Linked DNA regions of Arachis hypogaea: region 1 is linked to region 2. A link is a contact called in public Hi-C data. All regions are on one chromosome and are shown on one strand. The core of a region is the stretch at or near the end of the contact, and the rest is flanking DNA. Distances in the headings are between cores, read along the strand shown.

The links. Hi-C and Micro-C count contacts between places; a contact is called where the count stands out from the background.
Region 1: a contact with region 2 is called in a Hi-C map of leaf, with 5 times the contacts expected there. The contact joins the enhancer-like site here to the promoter of LOC112782303 in region 2. A contact is called at or near these places in 3 of 8 Hi-C or Micro-C datasets (all in leaf).

What each region holds. Positions count from the first base shown.
Region 1 is chr20:119,095,351-119,099,481 of arahy.Tifrunner.gnm2.J5K5, reverse strand. It overlaps LOC112785113, which reads left to right. Exons shown (of 10, transcript XM_025828549.3): 7 at 1-30; 8 at 230-441; 9 at 789-892; 10 at 1,449-2,143. The coding sequence ends at 1,593. Among protein-coding and RNA genes, the nearest start is that of LOC112785113, 4.8 kb to the left of the region's middle. Within about 2 kb of position 2,746, at least 3 of the 3 cell types and tissues checked have open chromatin away from gene starts, as enhancers often do.
Region 2 is chr20:119,030,206-119,034,662 of arahy.Tifrunner.gnm2.J5K5, reverse strand. It overlaps LOC112782303 (protein WHAT'S THIS FACTOR 1, chloroplastic), which reads left to right and starts at 2,055. Exons shown (of 3, transcript XM_025824646.3): 1 at 2,055-2,507; 2 at 2,697-4,174; 3 at 4,387-4,457. The coding sequence starts at 2,772. The coding sequence ends at 4,100.

The DNA.
Region 1 (4,131 bases), core at 1,497-3,996, 64 kb before region 2:
CCCTTTTTCTGATTGGCAGCTATACTATTGGTAGAGCTCAATACAACTTTTTCTGTATATTTAATTATTTATCTCTGCCGGTTATTCTTTATTTAACATATATAGCTTGGTCATTTACTTTCAAGTGATTTGGGTAGTTTTTGTTTCTATATCTTGGTTCAACACTAGGAAACCAACTAAGGGGGAAAAAGAAAAAGAAGCTTATCCCTCGTTTTCTTATTTTTCATAGGAAAAGAAAGGTTATTCTTGGAGGTTGCTCGCACACTTCGTAAGAAGGTTTACGTGACAGCGGCAAAGTTGCGTCTTCTAAAATGTTTGGGATTTAGGGAGGATGATATGCAGTGGTTTACATTAAATGAGCACGAAAGCAACATTCACGTTGCTCCTATGTGGACACTTGCAAGTTTCAAAAGATTGAAACACATATCAAGTCAATATGCGGTGAGTACTGCACTTCTCTAGCATACCCAATAATAAATAACTGGTTCCTACTTTGATATGGTATTTGGTTGATAACTATTCCATCGTCGAAATACTAAAAACATTGGATATTTTGGGATACACAAACATATTTGAAAAAAAAAAGAGATAGATACATAAAATGAGCAAAAATGTCTCTCTTCTTTGACATTTCCAAAAGTAACGTAGGATTGCTACCTGTTCTGCCTGTTATGTTAAGCAGTTTTACAGCTTCGAAACAGGATCTTGTATAGTGAAATACGTTTGGTACTTTGGTTTGTTCTTAGACTCTTTAGCCTTTTGATAATCAGATGCATTACTGTAATTAGGGTCGGTTCAGTCTTATAGTTGCTTTCTCTCCCACTGGTTGGACATTTGGCAAAGGTAAAAAGAAGTCTCCTGGAAGAAGGTGGCAGCAGGGTACTATTATAAGGTGATGCTTTGTTGTTACTACTTTTTCTATAAACCACTCATCTCTTGATTCTTTCTACTTTTTAAACCAAAGTAGTGGCTTTCAAAGGACAGTTTAATATTTAGTTGGTGCACAATGGAAGTCTTCGAAGAACATTTCCCTGTCTTTAAAGTAGTGTTTGTTTTGAGCTACTGAGACAGAGACTGAGAGACTGAGACTCAGTATCATGTTTGTTGGTTTAGAGACTGATACTAAAATTTCTGTCTCTGTCTCCAAAATTTCAGTACCTCCAAAAAATGGGGACACAGGAGACTAAAATTTTTAGAGATAGAGATTGAAACTTTAATAACATTTTATATCTAAAATACCTTCATTTCAATTAATTAATTCTAATTTTATCCTTTTTACAAATTAAATTAGAATTTCATTCTTATTTCAATTTCTGTCTCCCACTTTGCACCAAACAGAATACTAAAATTTATTTCAATCTAGTCTCAGTCTTTCTGTCTCTGTCTCTCCACCAAACGCTACCTAAGTGTTTAAAACTTGACTAATCAAAATTTTCTTGGTTTGTCAGGTATGAAGTGCCATACAGTGAGCATTGCAGCTATGCAGAACTCAAAGAGTTTGTGAAACTTATATCCCCCGATAACATTATACCAAGTGTTAATAACAACGGACCAGAATCCGTCGATGCTATGATTTCTCTCATGTTGTCTTGATTTTGTTATACCTGTGAAATATTTTGCGAATACTGGTGTAACTGCTACAGTGGGAAGTTCTATGGTGTGGATTCAATATATTATCCCCATGTGTGGATCCTATGTGGAAGAGTTCACAATGAAACACGTGTACGCTGCCGAAGTTGTCTCTTGATTTAACCTCTATTTTTTTTTAATTTTCCACGGCATCTCCTAATCCGACAGGTCAAGAACTAATCCGCCACGATACTGAAGTCTATTTAAGGGTTTGCTGCTGACTAATGGGTTGCTACATACATAAGGCGGGATTCAAATCTCCGACACTTGCTTAAGCGGACTAGTGAACTAACTACTAGACCAACCCGACTTGTTCTCTTGATTTAACCGTTATTACGGTGTAAATGAAAAAGTAATCTGTTTTGTTTGTGTATAATCTTTTTTTCTGTTTTTGGGTTTTTATAGTTGAGCCCTTTTTATTGGGTTGGGTTAAGAGGCTTAAATGGATGAGTTTTTTTGTTTTTCATATGTATTAAGACATATTTGCCTAGAAGACCTATACCCAATTCAGATTGTCCATAAAAAATGTTTTTAAAGAACAAAAAAGAAGTTTGAAAAGATTTTATTTTGTGACAAAAATAGAAATTAATGTTGATAAAAAAATGTGTTTCTCACTTCTCACCTAGTTTCAGTCTCACTCATCATCTACACCAGAGAAGGGAGACTTTACTTGAATCCTAGCGCCGCTGACCCTATACCTTCTATATCGCCGAGCTACTCTCGTTGCCCAGGAGGTGCCGTCGATTCCGGAATCGCCCCCACGGAGCCTCCGTTTGTCAGGTTGGCGTCGCTGTGCAGAGAACGGACGTGAGGATCGTTTCGTCGCCGGCGCTCAAACCTCACAACATGCACTGTATCTTCTTGCTTTCTTGATCCATTTAATAATGTAAAATCCTATCCATAACACCATGACAAAATAATTTACATAAGAGTGCACGGCCTCTTTTTTTTATACTACTTTTATTCACAGAAAATTGTTTCTGTGCATCTGTAACAAATGTGGTGATCCAACCCATAGAGTAAAAAAAAAACACAAGTTGTCTATTAGTCCAACTTGTCAAAAATAATTAGCATTGAGTGTGTTTTATTACTATTTCATTAACCCACACATGTGGATAATATATTGAATCCTCACCATAGAACTTTCCTAAATAAAAATGTTCCTGCTGCACTATGAACAGAACGTGATACAAGCTTGCTTTTTTTTTTTTTTTGTAATTGAGGGGGCTAAGCCCAAAAAGAGAACAAAAACAAATCAACGGGGAGTAGAAGTGACATTAGTAGTTTAGTACAAGTCAGTGACTTCCCCTTAACATCATCTAAGTACAAAGAAATGAGTTCTTCAGGAAGGGAATCTAAGAATTTAAAAGGGCAATTCTTCTTTATAGCTTCCCTATTAATGAATATGAAGATTAGTTCCCAAGGTTTCCTTTTGAATTGAGCGATCTCCCTCACCGCCTCACTATGATGCACCTCCATATTGTCACAGTTGTTGATAATATCCACAATCTCCATTGAGTCTACTTCGACCTCTATTCTCCTCATTACCAAGTCTGCTGCCATGCGGAGCCCATGGATGACGCCCCAAAACTCTGCCTTTGCTGGAGAACAATCTCCTAAGTACGCCATAAATCCCCCTATCTATTCTCCATTGGTGGTCCGTATTAAACCTCCACATCCACTTCTCTTGCTTTGCTGGTGAGCAGATCCATCAGTATTAAACTTAATCTTATTATTCTCTGTATTGTGTCTGGTTAGAATTTTGTAGACTGAGACAACTGTAAAAATTTCATCTGTTGTATGATTCCAGCTTATTATGTCTCTTTCGACGTGTGTCCGGGGTGGATTTAGCAGTCTTATTTGCTCTAAAGTATTACTCGCGAGAAACTGCTCCATAATCCTAATGTTCCATTCCCCTCTTTCGTTCACATAATCCTGGACCTTGGCCAACTCTAACTCCTTAGGCACCTGAGTAACAGCTTCATTAAGAAGGCTTTTAAATTTAGCAATTCAGGAATCCTTCCAAAATAAAGCTCTCTTTCTTATCATTAACGTATGCATCATATAATTCTTCATCTCATTAACGCATGCATCATCATATTATTAATGCCTTATGCATTGCTTCATATATCTTCATTTTATTCACGCCAATTGCATTGCTTGCTTTATTTCATTATATGCTTCATATGATTCATTGCATACTTCGCTTGATTCACGCATAATAAAATATGCATGCCTTCCCTTCATTCATGCTAATAAAACATGCATGCCTTCCTTTAGCTTCATTAAATGCTTCGTAAGGCTTCAATGCTTCACGTTAAACATGCATGCTTCTTTATTGGCGTCATTAACGCCTTGTCCATGCATGCTTCTTGGGCCACGCTTGCTTTAAGGGTCACACTTTTAAAAGAGTGGCCTAAGGCTCCACAATGTATCATAAGCTTTAAAGCGTGTTCAAAACTTTCTCTTTACTTTTTTTGAGCTTGTTTTATGCTTTTTACT
Region 2 (4,457 bases), core at 806-3,305:
TTTATTATCCCTCATTCTGGTTTTAAACTTTTGATGAAAGAATTTTGTATTTTAATCCCCTCTTTGAGCTACTTAACTCTAGATTTGGCTTTCTAGTACATTTTTTCGTCATGATAAGCGATCTCAAGTTTTCTCTCTAATTCGATCAGTTCGGTGTCACCAAAAATTCCAGCTAATCTCAGTTCCTCTATGCGATTAGTGAATTTCTCAATTGCCTTTCTTGAGTTCTGGTTGCCTGATGTCTGCTATTGTACTAATTTATGTTTGCACCCTTTAATCTTCTGCGCCTGAATAAACATAGCCGATCCTTCTATTCTCTCCCTCCAAACATCACAAACAATCCTCCTAACCTCTAGCATAGAGCACCATCTTTTTGAAATTTAAATCTTCTTTTAGATCTTTCAACACTTGGTTTGGACTTCATAAGAAAAGGCGCATGATCCGAACCTGTTTTTGATAATCTAAGCATCACTATAAAGAGGGATAGAGATTTATCCAATCAGCATTAGCAAAAATCTTATCTAATCTTTCTTGGATAAGATCGGTCCTCTGCGTTTATTAGACCATGTAAATGGCCTCCCCGACATGCCTAAATCCAAAAGAGATGTATCATTAATGAAATTCTGAAAATTAGTGATAGAAGATTGAGATTTATCATTACCATCCTATTCTTTAGTTTGGAAAAGGATGGCATTGAAGTCACCTGCAACTACAATTTCAAAATTGAGTTGCTGAATTATAGTTTGTAAATGCGTGAATTGAGAGTAGCGAATTTGCTCATTTATGTTCAAATAAACTCCTATTAGCCCCAAACTCTTTGCTAGAATCGAATCCTCTATTCTAGCCGCAATGTAAAATCAATCAGATTGCAAAATTTGGATCTTGACATCTTTCTTCTATGCCAATACCATGCCACTAGCCATACCATCCGGGTCTATCAAAAACTAGTTTTTAAAACTTATAAACCACATTTTAGTTTTTAAAACAGATAACTTTAATCACAACACTAACATTGAAATAGACAAAGTAGATTAATAAATTTTTAGTAAAGTTTATATTTCTATTAGTAATAGTACATAATAAAAATATAATTGATTCAAAAAATAGAAAATATAAAATTAAAATTAAAATTAAATTAAATATTTATATAATTATTTAATTCAAAGATTTATTATATAATTAGTTTTTGTCGTATATTACATTAAGAAGCATGGTAGTAGAGTAGTTTGTTGGAGACAATATAATCAAGAGATTATTTGTTCAAGAGATTCCTTGTTCGAACCATTTTTGAGCTAAATATTTTATTGTTAAAAATTATCATAATTAAATTTTTTGTTGAAAATGAGGTTCATACTTTCTACAACTCAAAATAAAATTGTTCAGTTAAATTATTTTTTCCATATTTTTTGTTTGTTTTCTTTGCTAGAATTTAAAAATGTTTTCATTATTACTCAATTGCTATTATAAATTGTTCTTTGTATTGATTTATAAAAATATAGATGCTAATTTTGAGATCACTCTTTAGATTTAATTTATTAATTGTTATCTTTTATTTTTTTATTTAAATTTAAAAAATATTTAATATTAATGAATATTTTGTTTTTTATATCATTAATTATGTCTAATAATTGATATTTTATTGTTATTAATATGTTTGTAAAATTTTTTTTTTTTAATGCCAATGAGTAATAGCTCAAATGGCATAGTCTCCCCGATTGCGGGTTCGAATCTCCTATCTTTGGTAAAAAAAAAAAAAAGCCAATGAATAATAGATCAAATAGATCAAATGGCATAATCTTCCCATACTCATCTAAGAGGTTGCGGGTTCGAGTCTTCATATTTTGGTAAAAAAAAAAAAAGAAAATTTAAACTTTAATTTTTTATTTTAATTTTATTTTTATTTAATTACGGCTAGATCAATTGGTTGGATCGGTGATCCGATAATCCGGTCGCACGATTAAAATAAAAAAAAACTGTTACCCTTTTTCTTTTCTCTAAGAAAAAGTATAGTATGCTAATTGCTAAACTTGCATGCTATACAAGAATACAGCCTCGTTTCTATATTTTTGCCCATGCTGTTTGATTGAATTAATCTAAGCCCAAGTAGCAGACAGCGGCGTAGGATAAGCGAATAAAAACAATTTAATTTGGGTCCAAAATCCAAATGCTACTGTTTTTTGCATAACCGCACAACCTCCTGCCTTCTAAAGTTCTAAGCAACTCTGTCAAAAACAAAAGGGTTCTAACTTCTAAGCAACCTTGACCAATTTTATTTTATTTTATTTTTTAAAAAAAAGAAAGAAAAGTTGTAAGAAACATTTCTACAAACACTTTGCATGCAAGAGTGACGAGTCTACTCTCACCGTCACGGCTTTCTCTCGCCGCCGCACTGCTGCCTCGGAGCGCCGCTGTACTGTTGCCGCTGCTCTATGCTACCGCTGATTTGCTATCCTGCTGCTGTTGTTCTCTATTCTTCTCAGTTCTCTATGTCGCTGCCTCCGTGCTATGTGAGTTTATTACTGAGCTACACTGATTTTCTTTTGCAATGTAATTATTCTTTTGCGTTTGTTAGATTGGATCAATCTATTGATATAAAAAAGATTGAACATTATTTATTTGATACTTGATACTGGAATATTTGGTGGTACTAGAATGTATTTATACTGATTTGGTGACATTATGACTGAAAATTTCAGTTGGCTTGAACTACGTTCAAAGTGCTGAATTTTTTATGACTTGAGTGTGATATATAATTGTACAAGTTCCCTCAAATGCTGAAAGATCCGATAAACCCCTCAGCGAGGAAGCTCATCGGAGCTTCAATTCTTTTCCGTCGATGGATGACGACCAGCAAGAGGGTTCAAGACAGGAGTAAGCAGAAGAGGGTTAACGATCTTGAGGTCGCAACCGAGAAGTGGAAGATACTCTCCAAAATCCTCTTCTTAATCGAGCTTCTGAAGCAACAGTCCGAGATGATTATCCCTGTTAGATCCCTTGAAAACTATCGTAAGCAGATCAATCTCCCAAAGCCACACAGAATCTCTGATTTCATTCGAAAGACGCCAAAGCTCTTTGAACTCTACAAGGATCGCAAGGGGGTGCTGTGGTGCGGCTTGACGGAGAGAGCCGAGGAATTGTTGCAGGAAGAACGGAGAGTTCTTGAGCAGCATTCCGATAAGGCTGCGGAACACGTTACGAGGTTGCTGATGATGTCGGTGGATAAGCGTCTCCCATTAGAGAAGATTGCTCATTTCAGAAGGGATTTTGGGTTGCCTATGGATTTTAGGGCTAATTGGGTGCACCAATATCCGCAGCATTTTAGGGTTGTGAAGTCCTTTGATGGCATTAATCAAGTTGAGTGCTTGGAGCTTGTGAATTGGAATCCTAATTGGGCAATAACGGAATTACAGAAGAAGGTTACAGGTGTAACTGAATCCACTACTACCAATTTGCATATCCCTGGTATGCTGTCACTTCCATTCCCTTTGAAATTCCCTTCAAATTATAAAAGGGTGTATCGTTATAGTGAAAAGATTCAAGATTTTCAAAAGAGGGCTTATTTGTCTCCTTATGCTGATGCAAGAGGTCTCAAGGCTGGTTCTCTTGAATTTGATAAGAGGGCTGTTGCTGTTATGCATGAGATTCTTAGTTTCACCATTGAAAAGAGACTGGTCACTGACCACCTCACTCATTTCCGTTGGGAGATAGTGATGCCTCAGAAGCTCATGAGGATTCTTCTGAAGCACATTGGCATCTTCTATGTCTCTGAGCGGGGGAAGAGGTTTAGTGTGTTCTTGAATGAAGCATATGAAGGTGCGGAGCTGATTGAAAAATGCCCCTTGGTCCTATGGAGGGAAAAAGTCATGAGGCTTGTTGGTAATAGAGGGAGGAAGAAGAAGTTTGAGATACTCAGCGACATGTCGGATGTAGAAGTAGAATGCGATATTGGCTTGATGCAGAGTGATTCGGAAGTAGAGGACTTGGACGTGCAGCTTGAGCAACATGGTTCCGTGGATTATGAGGATCCTTTACTTGTGGACAATTCTGAGATGGATGTTGAAGAGATTGCCTGTGAATATCGAAATTTTAAGAATTCTTGAGGTTGAGAGAATGTGCAGATGTAAACATCACACACCGATTTTTTGAAGTACTGTTTTTCCATTTTGATTGGCTGGTAAGTAATTCCACATGATCCAATTTTTTCAAGCACATTTATATCTTGTGTCTTAAGTCAAATTTTCTGCTTTATTTTAGAAAAATAATTAGTGATAGTAGGTACAAATTTTTTAAGTTAGTTTGGCCTGTGATACCCTCTATACTTATTTAAGTATAAACATGTTAGGTTGCTAAGCTCTAATATTGTCCTTGTTTTCGTTTCTTTGATAGATGCTTAAATGAAGCCCATCTGAAGAAGGTGCAAGTGATAATGAGAATATAGCTGGACAAATTAAACCTTG